Linked DNA regions of Mus musculus: all the other regions are linked to region 4. A link is a contact called in public Hi-C and HiChIP or PLAC-seq data. All regions are on one chromosome and are shown on one strand. The core of a region is the stretch at or near the end of the contact, and the rest is flanking DNA. Distances in the headings are between cores, read along the strand shown. Region 1 overlaps Zbtb20 (zinc finger and BTB domain containing 20). Region 2 overlaps Zbtb20 (zinc finger and BTB domain containing 20). Region 3 overlaps Zbtb20 (zinc finger and BTB domain containing 20). Region 4 overlaps Zbtb20 (zinc finger and BTB domain containing 20).

Region 1 (4,449 bases), core at 1,627-4,126, 340 kb after region 4:
GTAAAAACTTACCATAAACAAGAAAATATATATGACAATATATTCAATACTATAAGGCAATATGCAGAACTACCAAAAGTATCTACTATAGTACTTTACACATACTATACATTTACTTAATGTCCATGGAACTGAACAAAATCCGAATGAAAAGATTGTTACCATGAGAGTTCACTAGATATAAATCGGATTCTTTCAAAATTATGGGAGAATGGTTCCATTAGATTAATTTAATTGGTTTATCAGTTGCCTTTGAGTTTACAAATCAATATGAGTTCTGACTACATCTTAAGAAAACAATTTAGAGAAATCATAGGGTAATAAAAAGATATTTTTAATTTGAAATATCTTTAGATTTTCTAGCATTCTTCAGTCAACTAAAATAATGCCATAGAAATTCTACATAAAATCTGAACTTAAAATGTCCTGGCCTAATCATCTGGCTAATCTCTTAGAGTTTTCCTGAAATATGCTTCTATCCCTTTTTCTATGGGAATTCTCCCACTGATTAACACAGAGAATGAGAATTTGGCCTGTGCTCTATAGGCACCATTGAAATGTGGCCACCTGAGGCATGTAGGGAGGGCATCCAGCTGGCACACCACATGTTGCCCTGGAGTAGTGTACAATGAGAGAGAGATTTTGGCTAAGAATACCTGGGCAATCTCTACAAAGGTCCTGATTATGAAAAGAACTTCGGCATCATCATTGTCTCATGAGTGTAATATGAGCCAAAGAAACTTCTCTTTCTATGTTTATATATTACCAAGAAAAGAAAAAAAGAAGCTCTTATAGGAACAATCAAAGAACTCCATAAAAGAGAAAAATCTGGCTGACTGATAATAGAGCTTGAATATTAACCATGTCAGTGGATAAAATTTTCTAAGAACTATGCATAATTTAAAATTTTTAATATGAAAGGAAAGTACAAATCCCCTTAAATAAAGGATATAAACACATACAACAAAAAATTATGTCACCTATATAGCTGTTGTACTTATTATAGAATAATTATATAATTCATTATTTATATACTACTCATTTAAGAAGTCTGTTGCTTTTATTTTATTTTACACAATTTATGAGAAAGAAAATCCATGCATTTGAACTGTAATTACAATGAAATAATTTTCTCAATTTTGAGTCGTTTTCAAAACACCATACGTGATTAAAACACATAATGCACTAGTATTTTTGCCAATTTTTGTTTTTAAACTAAAGCTGTTTTTGAATTACACAAGCAAAGCACAAAATCAGAATTTCAAAACTAGCAAACATATTTAAGGGTAAATTTTAAAATAAACCCACTTGATTCTTTGTTGGATTAACTTGGAGAGCCTGGAGCCTTTTGTGAGATTCCACTGGAGCATGTAGGGTAGCTAGGAAACGATCCTCTGGCGGAGGAAGAGCCACATGCACTGTCTTCACTAAGTTTTGTTTAGAGTTTTCACACTCCTACAGAGTGGCTCTGGTGATATTTACAATACAAGTTTACTTCTGAAGGAATTTATGATGTCCCCAACTGCTAGCAACAATTACAGCTGGGTTTTACATTTGTGTTTATATGTTATTTTGCATATAGACTCCAACAACCAAAGAAGAGAACATTTGATAGAAAACACATCCTGGAATTGAAGGACAGATTCCATCTATCAATATAACTAGTTGATAGCTTTTTGAAGATAGGGTTTGACAGTAAGGGAAACAAACGTAACAGCTTAAATACGCTGTCTCAGCCACTCAAGCTATCTGTCATTCAAAAGTTTTTTTCTTTGTATCACTAATTCAATGTCATGTGAACACGGATTCTGACTTTTCAATGAATTTTAATGATAATTTATTTACATAAAGGAAAATACTTAATACTTTTAATTTGTTCTCATGTAGGTCTTTTTGAACTTTCTTAAAACATTTTAATTGTATGCTGAATTTACATTTTTCCCTAAAAGCTTAATCAAATTACAAAGATCACAGTGTCCCTAGGACTAATGAGTCCCAATTTATATTAGAGAAAGCAGACGCTCCAAGAGCTAAAGGTATTGGCAGAAGATCATACTGCAAGGCCAGCGCTGCATTCAGTGTAGTTACGTGAATCCTAATAAAACCATTAAAAAATTACCACTTTGTTTTTTATTAAATTATCATTTTACTTCATTCAAGTTTTTGGCAGGATAGAATTAAAGTGTAAATAGCAAAATAATTTTTCATTACTTGAATTAGACTTTGTAATTTATAACCAATAAGATTTGGCTTACATCATGTCTTTTTCTTGTGTATTTTAGGATCTTATATCTCTGATAGCAATGGAAGCTCTAGGAGGCTGGGCTATGCTAATATTCAATTTATTCCTTCTCTATCTTGCAATAATCCAGGATGCCAAAAGCTAGCCTGTTGGTTGCTGATCATCCCACCTAAATATTGATGCTTCTAAAATGTGTCCTTTGAGATTTTCTTCATTTTAGAATTACAGACAGAAAGTCACTTCTCTTTGATATACACTGCATGCAATGAGGAAGAAGGCAGTCTTACAAAATGCATATATAGGCAATGGTTTTTCACCTCTGCATGCTGCAGAAAATCCCACTGAGTTAAGTAGGGTTCTACCAAGGCCACTTAAACATATTAGCCTATTATGCTCCACATTTCTTTATTGTTCTCGAAAAGCTAATGAAATGTTCCACTGCAGTGTTTATGCTGGAGTACTTTTAAAGGCATTTTCGTAGTGATGTTTCTCTCAGAACTCCAGAAGGGGTTTCCACTTCCTAAAAATATTTAGTAGACCATGCAGAGTCCATGCCGCCTCATTACTGTGACTGTTTAGACTTGCAGCTAATGATGAAATAGACTTAACAGTAGTCACTTACGGTTTCAATGTGGTCTTTAACATCACTGTGAACTGACAAGAATTAGAAAGCCAGCCAGGCAGACATGCTGCACTGTGCTAGCATGTGACCAGGCTTAATGTAGTGTGTATAGTCTAGACATAGAAACACAATGTTGGTTAGTTTTTTGGGTCAGAGTACCTGTAAAACTGAATAGTTGTTTCTCCAGAGTCAACTATATTTAGGAAAATAACAATATACCTATTGCTGAAATTCAAGTTATAAAATCACACATTTCCAATACCTTTTTCTTGTATAGTGTCAGTTTGTTCATCTAAAAGTCAAAGAGGGTGGCCTCCTTGATAGCCATTATCAGTTCTAGCACTAGAAGTGATATTATATGTATAATATCACTCACTTTATATTCTTAAACAAACAAAACAAATCCCACTACATTGGAGGAATTGTTTAGCAGGCAAAGAAATGAAAATGAAGTTCACTAAATTAGCTATATTTTATTACAATTGAAATTAAGACATTGTGCCTTGATTTACCACATATAGTTATCTCATCTCCCAAACATTAGCAATGGTGAAAGGCATAGCTATTAAGACTATTATAACTAAGTCTTAATTATTAAAGCCAAGATGTAAACTGTGGTAATGAACTGAGAATTGACTGGAGCACAGACTCCTGCTAAACTACTATGGGATACATTTTGCCAAAATGCCAATTCTTGTACAGTAATTTTAAAGCACAAATACACAAAGAGAATGGTTATTTCCTAAAACTAAAGTAAAATAAGTATGCTAAACAGTTTGGTTATTTTCAAGAAATCAGATCATATACCTAAAAGTCTTTTTAAAAGAGTTATTGATCTGATTTCTGTTGGATAATTCCAAGAATACCTTGTTTTCTTCCCAAATTAGATAAGAACATTCAACACAGACACTGAATTTAATGAATGCCAACAGCTTTCCCCATTACTTTTAAAATTTGATTATATAATACTTCTGTGAACACTAACAGATAAAACTATCAGAACACATGAATCAGAAGCAGAGTCTCACAGGAACAGTTTCTAGTAATTCTAGAATATTAATCTGACTGAAGGGTCAGTCACAAGTAAACAGTGTGGCACAGTGTTTCTAGAATAAAGAGATCTCATTACATAACCATGGATTTATCTCCTGTCTGGAAGCAACCCAGAAAGTAACTTATTCCCTTATACAAGAGTGGAGACAGAGTAAGAGAGGGACTAGTAAGACACACACTTTCACTCTAAGCATGAAGAATTGTCCAAAATCAGTGAGAATGAGCGTATGTGATCACATTACAGCCTCTTTAATAATGGGGCTATTGTAGCATATGGACACTAAAATGAGCACAAGGAGTCTCTGTTGTGCCCAATACTGCCATTATCCACTTGAACCATCTTGCCAAGTTGCTTAACATTTAGGTACACCAGGGCTTTGCTTCTGTTTGTCTGAAGTGGAAAGATCTAGATCTCTAAGTTCCCTTCCAACGGTGGCACTTTATGTCAACTTGTTTATAAATTCAAGTAATAATTAACCTTGTATCAATTGTTATATAACAGTTACTAATCTAAGTGAATGACATATTCACA
Region 2 (4,577 bases), core at 1,821-4,320, 410 kb after region 4:
TCATTCTCAGTTGCCAAAATGTTCGATTTTTTTTCCCATCTATGACTCCCTCTACTCAATCGTTGATATTCCATGGATATGACAGTGGGACAAAAATGAGAATAAGACACCAAATCCAAGGAAAACCAAACCCTAGGAGATAAAATCAGAATTGAAGATAGATGCTGCTTCTGTTCAAATGAGAAAGAACTAGACAACTTACCAGGGAAATCTGGTAGGGCCATGTACTTTGTGACCTCAGCAAAGAGATTTAGTGTTCATAACCTTACTCCCTCGTATTAATGGAGTATGGGAGGAACATGGAGTATGATAGCTCAAGGGCTGCCATTGTAATAAGATAACAGCTTAACAAATATTCTGTCAACTAGATGCTAGTAGTCATAATTGAGGCATCCCTAAGCCTGGCACTACCAAAACACATTTCACACCATGGACAGAATCATAGATTGAGTAATAAATTTTATATTTATAATGACTTCAAATCAAAAAAACTATGAAGTCTTTTTGCTTAACTTTCCTTGTTTCTCAGTCAATGACTGAATATGATTATAAATATGAGTTAGAATTATAATTTTACTTTGGTAATTATTGTATCCATCATGGTTCTCATTTGTATTTCCACAGAGGTTAAAGTCAAGCTGTTCCTGGAAATTCACAAGAAAATAGAAGAAAACCTGCTATATTTCTACTAATTTGGGAATGCAAGGTGAGAATTTTGCAAGCCTGCTTTTCTCTACCGCATCATAGTTGACTAACTGTTCTTTGCTAGCTTTTAGTTCAATCCTCCTGTCCTCTAAACCATCTTTGAGATCCTGCCTCATCTTTCTTGTACTGTTTATTGTAGTCTTCTCTGTATTAAGCGTTTATATATACAGATCTTTTAGTTATGTCTGTTCTTACCCCACAAACATCACTTGAGAGATGCATGTCATGAGCACACCACATTTTTGTCATAGTTGAATTGAGGAAACTGAATAGCGAGACTCTCTGTTTCCAGTAAGCATTGACCATACAAGTGCTACGTACAAGCCTGGGTGGGGGGCTGCTTCACTACCTGTATTCCTGAGATTACAAAGGTATTTGACACCCACAACCATGTGTGTGATCAAAAAATGAATAACATTTAGTCACTCAAAGCAAAACAGTAGTGTCTAGTGAGTACATGTCATTGTACTTACTACATACTGAACACAGCACTGATCATGAAAACTGCAGGCTTCTCACAAGAACCTTATGGTTTAAGTATCTTTTAAGGAATTTTTCAGAGGCTGGAATGGACATAGAATTCTCACTCCTCAAAGGTGAACGAAGAATAACTATCATGGCCTGTTGTAAGGCATCTATCATAAGACCATGAGGCCTGTATCAACCTAAAGAGCAGCTTCTTCCTGGGAAAATAGTTCATTCTGCATTTCATTTAATTCAAGGAAAAATGCTGCTGTGGAGATTATTCAAGTCCAAATGTTCCTGGTGAAGGTGCTTCCAGTAATTCTGGGAAAGAAGCCAGTCCTCTAGTTTTATATGTAAATATTTTAAAAACAAGCACACATATATAAGCACAAAGGAAAGGTCAAGAAGACGTAAGTCTTTAAAAATCTATTTTAATAATTTTTTCCTATAACTGTCCACAGAATTTTGGGCTTTTTTGTAGTGTTACATTTTCTTTTACACAATACACCTGCTTTTTTTTCTAAACTAAATATTTCTTCCATCTAATGACTTTCTTTATTAGACAGCATCTAATTTGCATACATTTACATACAATTTAACTGCTAGCTTGTGAGAACAAAGAAATGGCTCTGCATTGTACTGAAGGACAATGCTCAGTAAAGGAAGGTATAAAACCAACCAGTTCTGTGACTGTGAGCTCTTTGTCTCAGTCACACCAACCTCTCTTTCTTTTTTAACATGCTACTTAAAGGGGGTAAAAATTATTTCATCAAACAATGAAAGAAACTCCTCTCTTCAAATGTCTGTACCCCACCCCCTGCTTGGTTACCTCAATTTGGGTCCAAGTTCCCTGATTCTATCATAAGTTCCTTTATTAGTTTTATTAGATTTGCTAACTCAATCCTTGTATTTTGTTTGGTATCCCATGTCTGGAACAGGCTGGGATCCTGCTCTGGTAAAATTTCCATTCCAATCATTTGTACTGACATTCACTTTTCTCCTGAATGGACCAGGTCTTAGAATGTGGGAGGCTGTTCTTAAGTGTACAATACAGGCTCTTTCTTATCTTACCAGGTTAATAGATTTCCTTAAGACTTCAGGGCTTTTTTGTAATAAACATTTCTTCAAAATAAATGGTTTCCAACTCCACTGGGGAGTTAATGGGAAGACGACTTGAACGTAAGGAGGACGTCCATGCAAGACATCTTCTAAGTAAAGAGCACTTGAGGCAACTGCTCCCCCACTCAGCCCTGGTGTCCCTTTGTGAGTCTCCAAGCCTGCAGGGCTCTTGGGTAATGAAAAAGAGAAACAAACCTGAAAATCACAGACCCTTGACTCTCCCACCTAGTAAATACACTAACATTCTGAGAAGGTGACTTGCTGTGTCTCTTCTCTTAGTAACTCTCATTCTTGATTCACAGAAAGGGAGATTATAGAAAGCAATCTCAGAGAGTTTGCTCAGTGTTTTATAAATATTAACTATTGAAAACATACAAAATAAGCAATAATGCTGTGGTCACAACCAAGTTAAAAAAAAAAAAAGAAAACGCAAAGGGAATTCAAGTTTCTTAAATGCCACTGGAAAAATATTATCAAAAATCAATGGAATAAAAATGCTTCAATTACAATAAGTAATACAAACGTTGGGCAGGACAGAAGGGCAACTGAAAGCTATAAAATAACATATGGAGCAGCAAAGGCAGGTGGGGACAGCAGCATCAGTGAGCAGGAGCTCAAACTGCCCAGGAAGACACATTTCCTTAGAAGTGGGTTGTATATCATCAGCCTGCTTTTAGCATCTTGATAATACACATTTACAATTTTAATGACCAAAAGAGGTGTGAACTTGTCAGTGATAAGTGAGGAAATTCTATCACTCTGTAGGGCTGCAGAATGCCCACATGATTTGGAGCCTTCGACAGCCAAACAGATTGCACAGGCACTACATGCGATCTTGAGGCATGTCTGATTTTCCACCTGGTGGGACGCCGGAGTTAGAGACAGTATCAGTGCTGGGGTGCTGGCAGAGACCAACTCTGCCAATGCTTTACCCCATGAGCAACTATGAATATTGATTAAAATAGAGCACACAAAAGAAAGAATCAGACCCTCTCGTTGCAAACAAAAACCGAAACAACACCTCTAGGTTTTGACTAGATTCCAGACACTCAGAGACATTCTCAAAACCAAGACTTATTTCTGAAACCAGTTTTAACTTCTAGAGGCCTTACAACTGATCCCCAAATCCCTTGTTTCATGAGAAACAACAAACTCATCACCTCATGGTACTATAGCATCTGTCCTTTCAGAGAGACTCTGAGTAAGTTTCACACAACATTTCTGATTCTCAGGCTCATTAAACCTTCTTGTTAATGGAGATTTCAGGCAGCACTTGTTTTTGTGTCATAGAGTACTGTCAGTACCCAGTGTCAAACCACCTTTTCCCACTCTATCATATTAAATTCTCTGTGTTTGTTTTAAAAGCACCTCTTAATACTAACTCAGCCAACATCACCTGTGCTGGAGGTGGTTAAGATCCACCTCCCCAATGCATGTTACCACGGTGACAAAGTAGTGACCTAATTTACACACACCTGCTGGGTTAATTGGGCCAAAATGAAAGATGATATATATGCTCAAAATCCAAAACTGATTTTTCCCTCAAAATTAAATATTTGATTTTTTTAAATTAGCAGTTTCTAAAGCTAAGAACATACTCCAGGTGTGCATCTGCCAGTTAATACACCCTGAATGTTTCATGACACTTGAGCAGCAAAACATATTGAGTGATGAATACAAATCTTTTATGTATTTTCTGCATGCAATGATTAGTATGACTAAGTGGTCTCAATCACAGAAGAAGCCGGGGTGCTGGAGGGGTCAGGCTACTGACTGAGCTAACAGGGACATTCAACCATGCCAAGTGAGCACTCCCTCGGGGCTTAAAAACAAAACAAACAAAAAAAAAAACAAAACAAAACAAAACAAAAAAAAAAACCACAAGTTAGCTTTGAAGTAAGCTGGACATACTTCAAGCCTTTCGCAGCATGCAACAAGTTTTGAAACAAAAATATTACCTTTGATGACCTCACTTCTGGCCACTTTCTACCCTCTTCCCCCAACCACTGAGTGCTTTCTCCAGGCCACAGAGTTTTCTACCCACAGACAATAGTGATATGAGCAGAAAGCTCCCTTTAAGGAGGGTTGGTACCGACCAGCCATCAATGTGTGCATGCACACAAATGGCCTTTCTAAACCCATCAAAGGCTAAAATTTTCAGACCAACCATTCATTTATCAGGGTTGTCCATTAATGTACCTATACAAAGATATTCTTCTATTTTCAACATAGAAAAATTAGAAGTAACTAATTTGCATGTATACAACTAATCGATTGTCAAGATGGTA
Region 3 (5,214 bases), core at 674-3,173, 310 kb after region 4:
TCTTTTGTTTTTAAGGTGCAGTGATTTCAGTCTCAAAATGTAACTTCAGGCAGTCTGAAAAGAAACAGGTTAAAATCTCTTTCAGTTATAATTGGTATTTCAGATTTAATTAAAAATTAAACTTTCATAATGTTTCCCCATCCAAAGCAATGCATTATCAGTCAAGCGGAGCTTTTTTATCCCTGTTAAGGGGGAAAAAGAAAGAAAGAGAGAGCGAGCAAGAGAGAGGGAAAAAAAAAACCTTTTCCCTGGGATTCTTAATGAAAATAAAAGGATCTAGAGATGAAACAAAGGTAATTCTGAAAAAAAAAAAAAACAAATCTCCCTCCATGTAAAGGGCTGCATTGTGGTATCGGTAGACATTTCCTACAGTGAATTTATTTACAATACAAGCAATTTAGAGGAAAAAGAAACATCCCAAAGAAGAACTTCACAACCCAAAGAGTAGGGAAACCATTACAATCATAGGTCAATATGGGGATATCGATGGATTGAATATACAGGTTAAAGGAAAATTATGACTGAGAGAAATTAGAAAAACACTAATAGGTGGTTTCAGATGATTTACTTATGGGGCAAGGCTGCAAATTAGAGGTAAACCAATTGAGTTAGCAACACAAACTGCAAAATGCCTACCGCACTGCATTAGGGGCTGCCTGTGCCCCACTGCACATCATACTGTACTTTGTGTACCATCCTGTCACCAATGTAACATGGGAAGGTCATAAGGGTTGAAAATTATGACTGAGACATCCTGGTTTAAATGTCTGCTTAAAAAAAAAACCTTTAATCTTCAAATTAAGAGTCCAAACATTCAGTTCTCAATTGTATCCCACAACTTTGGGCTTAAAACATCCTACTGTTTCTTTTTCAATCTTTTCTTCCAACATCATCCTCTACAAGTACTAGCAATAAAAGAGTCACATATATACTACATTAAGTCATTCCTATTTTTAGCTTCAAATAACTAACACATAAGTATTTAGAAAAAGGTATTTTAAAATGTTAAATGGAGCTATCATAATTATCTTCCTTATTTTACTATACTGCAGTATTTTAAATATATATTTTTGCCCTGATTGTTGTAGGTTTATGTCTGACCCTCACATAATGCAAAGTAATATTTTAATATTTCCACATAAGAGATCATAATCATAAATCACCCCTGAAATTGCACCTATTATTAGAAAATGCATCTGGTTCTCACTTGCAGATCCTGTTTTTCTTTGAAATATATGGAAGAATAATTTGAGCAATGTGTCTATTTGATGTACATACATTTTAAATGCAAACTTGCTCATAATTCATACTAAAACCACCCATGAATGGGATTAGATTTTAGAAAAAAAATACTGACTGACTTACTAAACTTTCCCTCTGCTTCCCAAATGCCTGAATTAGACTAAAAATGCACCAGTGTAAAGACAGAAATTATGGAGGCGTCACCAGGGACAACTGAATGAGAGGAGGGGAGAGCACAGAGATCCTTATAAGGCAACCAAACATTCATGAAAGACACTGACAAAAATAACTGTGCTCAAAAATTATATGGAATAACAATAACCCCTGATAAATGATTCAGAAACACAAAAAATGTCCATTTCTAGATAAATCTGAATCCCACCTGGTATTGTTCTCACCAACAAAATGTGGCCAGTGAAACAGACTCATTGTGTGGCTTGGAGCAGGAAAGGTGAGTGGAATCAGATCAAATAGACACACTTAGCCGATTTAACTGAGAAGCAGCAGTTCAGTTCTGTCAGATTCCCTTTTCCTCAACCCAGCAGATGTGGAGTAAAGGAAACCATTCAAATTCATAAAGTCCACTGTGAAGAGACGCATGAAGTCACACACTCCCTCCCTCCCTCCCTGGCCTCTCTGACTGGCTGTCTTCTCCATTTCTGTCTCTTTCTCTCTCCCTCTCTCTGGTGAGGGTAATGAAGCTCAAAAATAACATCTTGTATCCTGTTGAGGGAAACTTGGTCACAACTATCCTTCCAGATGACAAACTCATTCTTAAATGTCTCTTTCTCCATGCAAAGAAAGCAGAGCAGTGAGCAAGCAGACACAGCCCCACTTACACTCCCAATACCACCACTTTTAATTCCTGGGCTGCATTCATCACAAGGAGGACTGAAGTTTATTTACATTATGCCTAACCTCAAATAGGACCACAAATAAGCCTAATAACAGGACTGTTCTGTGGTACTCAGGCAAACGGCTGGGCAAAACAGATGGATCTTGCTTTGCGCCAGGACTCGAAAAATACAGTCGCCAACTCACTGTTGGCGACTACGTATCTTGGCCCAAAGATGGACCTGGAAGTGGGACCAGTTGTCTTTGATATGAATACTGCTCCTCTTCATTGCCACATGAACAAACTATTAGCTCTGTCAGTTAGCAGTAGGGCGCAATATTAGGTAGAAATTGCTTGAAGGCAGATCATTAAGCAAAGGGCAAAACTCTGAGGACACACTGAGATGGAGGAGCAGAAAAATCAGAAGAGGGTATTAGAGCTGCCCTCCTCTGCTTTTCATCTTCCAGCTTTCATGTTCACAACTGTGCATGGAATCTACCTTAAAGATAGATCTAAATCCACCTTAAAAACAGATCTACGAAGCATGTGTTGTGAATAAGAATTTCTCCTGACACATCAGTTTCTAAACTCTTTTAAAAAATGAATCTTAGGCAATAGTGACATGAACACTGTTGGCAAATGTTCTAAGAAGAGTAAAACTATGAGGATTTAGAGAGTAGAGTCAGTAGCCAATGATACAGTGGGGTCAGTGTAAATCAGGAAGTCCTGGAGAAGGATTCTTTCTGCACACAGCCTTCAGTGAAACAGCGCAGTACTTTGCACTACATGCTCTACAGACTCTAAGAAGCAGCAAATGAGGCATCTGACCACTCTACAAGTCACAAGGCCACACACAAAGCCCTTACTCAAACAGCAAAACCACAGAGTGGTGAAACCCCTTGGGTCCCAGCACTGAACAGGAACAAAGGTGTCTTCTAACCACAGTCTACCTCATTTCCAAATCCTCACATAGATAGGCATTGAGATATCCATCCACTTATGAGTAGGCCCCAGAGCTTCAAGGGAAAAACAAGCAGAACCCCAGCTAGGAGGTTTGTTAACCCAAGCACTTGTCCTAATGTCCTCCCGAGTATTTGGCCCTGATTTTAATCTTTGCTTGGGTTATTTTTGCATGTTCAGTAGATCTTTTACGGCTTATTAACTTTGACACTGTACATACTTGACTCTTGAAAGACACATGATGTGAGTGACTGTGGTCAGCATAGAATGTTAATAGAGAAATTTGCTTTTCAGTTGAATTTTCCTTTTGAAAAAATCGTTATGGAAAATTTTGAACACATGGAGAGTAAAATGTACAGTGAGGGGGTTGCATGCACGTACTGCCCGCGCACACATTTTCCACCTCGTCTCTGCCAGTGTTTCTTCTACCAGATCATTTACAAGGCAATGCCAGATAGCATATCACTCACCCATTGAGGATTTACTATGATCCCTAAAAGGTAACTTTTTGTAAACATAACTGACTTTTTTCACACCTGAAATAAAACGATTCTTTAATGTTAGTAAATGGTCTATTGATGTCAAGTAATATCAGCTCTTCCATGATTATCTTTCTTATATTCCAAGAATCCCATTCCGAATGTCCAACTGCATGGCTTTTCCATGTGTCCATAGTTTCTCTGGTCTTTGTCTTTTTTTGCTTGTTTTTCATTATTTTCAGTTATTGAACTAATACTTGCTAGTACTTTTTCATGAATAAACTGGAATTATGACTTACCAAATTGCATACAAAAAGATTTATTATTATAATATTAGGCAGTGCATGCTGTCAACATGACACATAACTGAGGATGGTAACCTTGGTTACTGGGTTAAGAGATAACCGCCATTTTATACTTTTAATAAACACTTTTATCTTAGCACTATATAATAGCATAACTTATAGAACATATGTCTGACTTTCATCTCCTGTTCCTGGGAAAGAAAACACTGACACAATCAACTTAGAAAGACAGGGTTCATTTAGCTTACAATCCCAAATTACAGTCCATTATCATAGGGAAGACGAAGGAGCAGGAACCTGAAGTAGCTAGTCATAGTTCATCCACAGACAGGAACCACGAATCAATACATGCATGCTAACACTACAGGCACTCTAGACTGCATTAACCCTGGGGCCCAACCCAAGAATAGTACAGTCCAAATTCACAGTAAACCCCAGGGACACAAATTTAGAAAATCCCTCATAGGAATAACCTCAGGCCAACTTAATCTAGGGAATTTCTCATTGAGACTCATTTCCAAGGTGATTCTACATTGTGTCAAAAAGACAATCAAAACTACCCATAACATATTATCCTTACTATCAATAATTTTTAGTACATTCATAGTTATTCAACAATAAACACAATACAGTTTAAGAAATTGTCACAGTTCAGATTGCCTCCATATATTTTAGCTGCTGAATGGAGTTTATATAGTGCATCACATTTTTATGTCAATTTGTCAGCTGAAACATATATATTCTATACAAATTATATATATATATATATATATATATATATATATATATATATATCTTTGGAATGCACTGAGAGGTGGAATTATTCGGCTCTCAGATTTCATTTATTTTCATTGTTAAGAAATTTACTACATACTTGAAATAAAATATTCAATGTTGCACTCACACTAGCTGGGTTGGATGGTTCTATTTTCTGTATCTTAAAGGATATTGTAAATGCCTTAAAAAGCAGAACTATAACTAACACAGGAGTATGAATTGGTATCTTCTGGTTTAAATTTACTTTTCCCTACGTTTAATCATGTTGGGCATCTTTTCCTGTTTTTATGGCACTTTCTATTTCTTCTTCAGGGAAATATATATTCAAAATATTGACAGTTTAAAATGGATTTTTTTATCATACCATGGAATATTTCCAAATATATTATGAGATAATTTATGATTTATAAATAACCATAACAATTATGTTAAAAGGATGACTTGTCAATCTATTAAAAATCTTGTGTCTGTTTTTTTATCTGTGTTTTATCATCTGATTTCTATGATGAAACTCACAAATTCTTAATTTTGTTGAAGTTCAAGTTATCAATTTATTCTTTTTCTGTAGGCACATTTTTATTGAAAATTTCATGCATTTCAAACTCATTTTCCATTT
Region 4 (5,080 bases), core at 720-3,219:
TTTACTGGCAAATTCGCGGATCCCTAAATTTATGCACAATAGATGCCCTTAAATCTGCAAATCTTCTGTTTCAGGCAAATTCCTCCTTGAGTTAAAAAATTTCCCCATTTACTCTGCTAGTAATAAGCCAGAAAGTTAAGGCAGGCAACTCATACAGGAAAGAAAAGTTGAATAGTACTTACCCTAAGTACAGTGTGCAAGCCTTAGAGGGCAATTCACTTTTTCTCTAGGATAGTTAGAAGGGTATCCAGGTCTGAGCTCAGCTCCTGCCCCTTTCCCTTCTGGAAAACTGAGGAGACTCACTGAAGGTGCCTCAGAGAAGAATCCCACAAACCGACAGCCTTACCTGTGGCCATTCAGAAGATTGCATTGGTGTGTATTTAAAACTATGAATAAAGTCAGAGACAGCGCATGCTCAGCAGGCAATTTAAAAATATTTATAACATTGTTGTCTCGAAAACAAATTTCCTCAAACAAAGCAAAACTCACATTTCTTACCCATGCCAAGTTTAACGTTCTGAGACAGAGCTGTTTTGGAGTTTTCCGTTGGGGGAAAAAGGTTTCTAAAAAAAATTTTTTTTTTGAGCTGAAAGAGAATAGTTCTCCCTTCCCTTTTGGGTACTCTTAAAGGGGTGGAATAAATTTCTCTTCAAGTTTCAACAAAACTCACAATTGGTTATAAAAAAAAAAGACATTGCACATTAAAGGTCCATGAAAAATAATTTCAGAACAAGTAACAAGAAGCTAAAATCTACAGGTCTGAAGGATGTAGCGGTCACCTGAGTCTTTAAGGCAGTCTTGTGTGTTGTAACACAAAAACATACACATACAATCAGAATCTAGTATGTTCAGTATGGCAAGAATAATGTATAGACCACTTTAGGCATATCGAGAGAAGTTATGCTTTTTTTTTTTCTAACTAAAATCTGAACTCTCCAAAACTAAAAAAATACATGAAATTATAGGGTAAATTCAGCAAGAATTGTCAGTATAATTGCACAGCAAGCATGGAAAGATAGCTGATCACATATTGGTCAGCTAAATTTTGAGATACATAAAATAAAAATTCGATTGAGTTAAGGTTTTAAAAGTACTAATTGCAGCAAAACTGCTCGTCTTTCTCCAGTTTGGGATTTTCTCTCTCCCTGCCTTGAATACCCTAAATACCCCATCTACCACCTATCACCAAACCCTGACCGAGCAGCGCACAGATCTCAAAGACCTTATTTAAATCTCTTACTTAATCTTAAGTCTCTGAATAGATTGCAACTCCTGCTCCACTTTCCAGTGGTGCTCAGCTGGCCTCACAAAAGCGCCACGGACATATCCTTAACTATCTCTGATGTTTTCAAGCTCAACAGAGGGTGCCAAAAAGAAAAGAAAAAAAAAATCAAAGATCGGAAAAAAAAGTTTATTAAAGTGAAAGCAGGAGCCCAGATTTGAAGAAGTTGCCTCTACTTTTATTTCCCTCACAACTCCGCACAGGTGTTTCCTACCTCACGCTGCTGTGCACGCTGCTGAGGAGGAGGGGTAAGTGAGGGTGGGGGAGTGGGCCAAGGTCTGACCAGCAGGCATCAGGAGCTGCAGCCTCCTGGGTTAATGGATGTGTTTAAAAATGGACCCCAAGCCCCCAAAAGCCTGGAATGAGGTTTCTTTTTGGCAAATGATTAAACCACTATACTGAAATAATTAAAGCTTTGTCCTTAAATAAAGCATCCGATCAACAGAACAAAAACAAAGATAAAAACTGCACACACATATGCATGCGTGCACACACTCTGACACACAGATACACAAAACTAGCGGGTGAAGGGAGAAGGAAATTAAATAAAAGAAAACAAACAGAGTCCTAACAGGCCATTCTCCAAAAAGAAATCTAAATAAAAAGTCATATGATATCTGATAGTGCAGGACACGTCGCCAAGAACCAGAGCGGATTGCCTCCAGGAAGAAAGGGCCAGTGTATTCCAGCTCAAAGAGCGTTTCTTTCTTCCTCCTCTATGTTCCCCTTTCTCCTCGACTGTTGAGTGTGTTACTCTCAGGTCAGACCTACGAAGAATCCCAGAATGACAGCTATCACCTCTCACTGTACTCTCCCAGCACAGCTAGCTGACGGGGCTGCCTGACTTGGGGGGGGGGGTACTGCTGCATTCAGCAACAGCCTCTTCCTCTTCCAGTCCTCCCTCTGTCCCTCTCAGAAAATCCTCTGGCCACCCCAAACAGCAGACAGGGAGAGAGATGAAGGGTGAGGAGAGGACACTCACACACACAAACCAAATATGCAGGTACAACAGCTGCAGTAACAAAAGGATTCAGGAGAGGGGAAAAAAAGAGAAGAAAAGAAAAAGAAACCAAGCAAAGTATGTGTGGGGGCTGGGGTGGGGAGCAAGGGCAGAAAAAAATCCCCAAGCCTCTTGCCTTTAAGCTAAAACTTTTTAAAGACTTAGTTTCTTTTATTTTTGGTGAGTGACTTTCATTTTAGGATCGTTTACAAATTCTACAAAAATATAGACTTTTGAGTGGAATTCAAGAATTTCCCGCAAGAAAACATGCAACTGTGACAAGTGACCGGCCCTAGAAATTTTGGATTTGCCCAGACTTCCCTTACTTCTAGTATCTTCCCATGAGGTCAAGTACTAGCTTGGCCACCCAGTGCCAGGCTTAATTTGAGGGTCATTACTGAAGGAGCACACACATAGACGGGTTCCCGAAAAGACCCCTTGTTATCAAGTTACTTCAAACACAAGGCATTCAGCCCTCCCAGCCAGGAGGGCTGACTAGTGAGGCGTTGCCCTCTGCCCCATAAGCACTGTGCCCTTTAGAAACACAGATAGACGTACAGTTCATACACATGGGAAAATATATGTACCTCTAGTTTTTCTTATAGTGTCCGGCCCCAGGGATAATGAATGAGTTTTATTTTTCCATAAATGGGAGGAAGAGGAGGAGAGAGTTTCTGACTCGTGGACAACTGTTGTAGTTGTTTCCCTCTGAGCCACACTTAGGTGCTCAGCCTAGTCTGCATTTTCAGGGTTTTGTGGTGGCGCTTGTAGCTATTTCCCCTCTGCTCAGTTTAGTGTCCATTATGTACCTCAAATGATTACCAAACGACACTCAAAATATAAACACATTAAGAGCAGAACTTTCAGAAAGAAAGCATTTCCCTGGGATTATAAGTTAAGGATATTAGTATAAAAATATAAAATGTACAGCATGTATTAAAAGATAAACTGTTTACTATACTTTGCTCATACAGTTCCCGTCCTGATTTCTCTTTTCTTTTGTTAGAGGATTAATTTGAAAGTGATAAGCATTCTAGAATGTTTACTACAAACACAAATTCATAGTGGAAATACATACGCATAGGCAAAACATCAAACAGAATACAAAGCTACATGGCAATCAGAATTGTTGAGAAAACCTCCGTCTAGACTACATTTTGCTTGAACTAATATATCATAGATGGGACAAGTAATGTCTCTGGGAGTTTGGTAATTTATATCATAGAAACAAAATATAAACACCTACTCCCTTACTACCTCTCCTTTATAACTGACAAGTGACACAGAGATGCCCTTTACACAGATGGATGCAAAAACTTGGGAGATCAAATGAGCTGATGTACCCCACTGGTATTTTGGGAGCTCCAATTCCATAATTAACTTTTTACCCAAAAAAGTGGCAAAAGTAGAGGATGTTCTTGCCCCTAAATCAATTATTTGATGGACTCTCATTCTTTCTTCCACAAGATTTCAGGGACACAAAAATGGAACAGACATGCTAAGGGAAGATGCACCCTGAGCAACTTTTGCAGTGAGTAGGGAAAGAACAGCAAAGCGGGCAGAGGAGCAGTTGAATTTAGAAAGACTAGAGGAGGAGAAAAGAGCAACACAGCCAACTTAATTAGTCATTCCTTTTAATTTTTCATGTATATATGTAGGGGTGATGGAGAGAAAAGATAACTAGCTTTCTTTTGAATGTCTTTGTGTTTTTATAGAGTAATGTTCTGTTCCTGACTCTTTCTTTTTTAGGCAAAAAAACTAATAAAAATAGAAAAACATATATCAGACATTAAGCCCCCCCTTCCCTTTGTAAAGAACTCTTTGTTCTCCAGTGAAAATGCTGAAAAATCCCCGGGCAGCTACTCCCTGAAACAAGTGCAAAACACTTAGAGGCTTTTGGGCTGGCTGGGAGCCAGGAACCCTCCCGCTGTCTGGTTAGAAGAGGAAAAAAAGAAGAGAGAGGGGAAGACGGATGGGGGAGAGGGAGAGACAGAGAGGGAGAAGGGGAGAGAGAGAGAGAGAGAGAGAGAGAGAGAGAGAGAGAGAGAGAGAGAGAGAGAGAGAGAGAGAGAGAGAGAGGAGAAATTGGAGCTTCCTTTTAGCAGACATAGGAAGCAGCGTTTTTTTTTCTTTTTCTTTCTTTCTTTTCTTTTTCTTTTTTTTTTTTTCAAAACTGGCGGTCAAGCGTTAAGTAACTCCTGTCTAAATCCACCTGCTAGAAATGAACTTGGGTACCCCCCAGGGGTGCACAAAGACAGGGAAGACAGTAACACACTCCACACTCTCTCCCACCCCCGTGTACTGCTTCCATTCTCCCTGCTCCCATACACAAATGCCCACAGCCTCTCACGCCGCCCCTCTTACCCCCCAACAACAAACACAGCAAAATACATGCTCCCTCAGTCTCCTTAAAAAAAAGCCTTTCCACCTCGGTTGCGACACAGTGATAAGGGGTAGAACATCTCATACCTGGTGTGAATGCTAATCAGTCAGGAGTTCTCCTTTTCCCAAGACAGGGAACTGTTTCCTTCCAAATTTATTAGAACCTCCTCCACTGCCTCTTTGAAAAACCTTCTTTGTCACCCTCTCCCAAGTCCCGATACTTCTTTAAAAAAAAAATGGCTTCGGAGCTCCTTCTATTCTTGATATTGATTCTCTCTCTCTCCCCCCACCCCTCCTCCTCTCTCCTGTCTGTGTCTCTTCTGAGTGGTCTATTGATAAGTCCCTGGAGGCACTGGGTCAGCCTGCCCGTAGGAAACCAGACACAATGCACAAATCTCCGAGTGCCATTCTGCCAT

The links. A called contact is a pair of places that touch in the nucleus more often than the background predicts. HiChIP or PLAC-seq counts read pairs in DNA pulled down with a chosen protein or histone mark.
Region 1: a contact with region 4 is called in an H3K4me3 HiChIP or PLAC-seq map of forebrain, with 4 times the contacts expected there. The contact joins two enhancer-like sites. A contact is called at or near these places in 4 of 484 Hi-C or Micro-C datasets (cerebellar granule neurons, cortical neurons and forebrain), 6 of 115 datasets of contacts at active chromatin or transcription factors (embryonic forebrain, forebrain, heart atrium and 3 more) and 2 of 9 other capture datasets (adipose tissue and pancreatic islet).
Region 2: a contact with region 4 is called in an H3K4me3 HiChIP or PLAC-seq map of forebrain, with 5 times the contacts expected there. The contact joins two enhancer-like sites. A contact is called at or near these places in 1 of 39 promoter capture datasets (hippocampal neurons) and 3 of 115 datasets of contacts at active chromatin or transcription factors (embryonic basal ganglia, embryonic forebrain and forebrain).
Region 3: a contact with region 4 is called in a Hi-C map of cerebellum, with 1.6 times the contacts expected there. The contact joins two enhancer-like sites. A contact is called at or near these places in 6 of 484 Hi-C or Micro-C datasets (cerebellar granule neurons, cerebellum, cortical neurons and 1 more) and 3 of 115 datasets of contacts at active chromatin or transcription factors (forebrain, neural progenitor cells and stem cell-derived neural progenitor cells).

What each region holds. Positions count from the first base shown.
Region 1 is chr16:43,169,283-43,173,731 of GRCm38.p6, reverse strand. All of the region lies in intron 2 of Zbtb20 (zinc finger and BTB domain containing 20), which reads right to left. Among named protein-coding and RNA genes, the nearest start is that of Gm25873, 45 kb to the right of the region's middle. Within about 2 kb of position 2,876, at least 15 of the 459 cell types and tissues checked have an H3K27ac peak or open chromatin away from gene starts, as enhancers often do. A contact at or near this core is called in adipose tissue, forebrain and oligodendrocyte precursor cells, where this site is marked.
Region 2 is chr16:43,093,489-43,098,065 of GRCm38.p6, reverse strand. The region is part of intron 2 of Zbtb20 (zinc finger and BTB domain containing 20); the gene reads right to left. Among named protein-coding and RNA genes, the nearest start is that of Gm25873, 30 kb to the left of the region's middle. Within about 2 kb of position 3,070, at least 12 of the 459 cell types and tissues checked have an H3K27ac peak or open chromatin away from gene starts, as enhancers often do. A contact at or near this core is called in forebrain, where this site is marked.
Region 3 is chr16:43,188,305-43,193,518 of GRCm38.p6, reverse strand. The region is part of intron 2 of Zbtb20 (zinc finger and BTB domain containing 20); the gene reads right to left. Among named protein-coding and RNA genes, the nearest start is that of Gm25873, 65 kb to the right of the region's middle. Within about 2 kb of position 1,923, at least 25 of the 459 cell types and tissues checked have an H3K27ac peak or open chromatin away from gene starts, as enhancers often do. A contact at or near this core is called in cerebellum, where this site is marked.
Region 4 is chr16:43,503,425-43,508,504 of GRCm38.p6, reverse strand. All of the region lies in intron 5 of Zbtb20 (zinc finger and BTB domain containing 20), which reads right to left. Among named protein-coding and RNA genes, the nearest start is that of Gm15713, 86 kb to the right of the region's middle. Within about 2 kb of position 1,969, at least 90 of the 459 cell types and tissues checked have an H3K27ac peak or open chromatin away from gene starts, as enhancers often do. A contact at or near this core is called in adipose tissue, cerebellum, forebrain and 1 more, where this site is marked.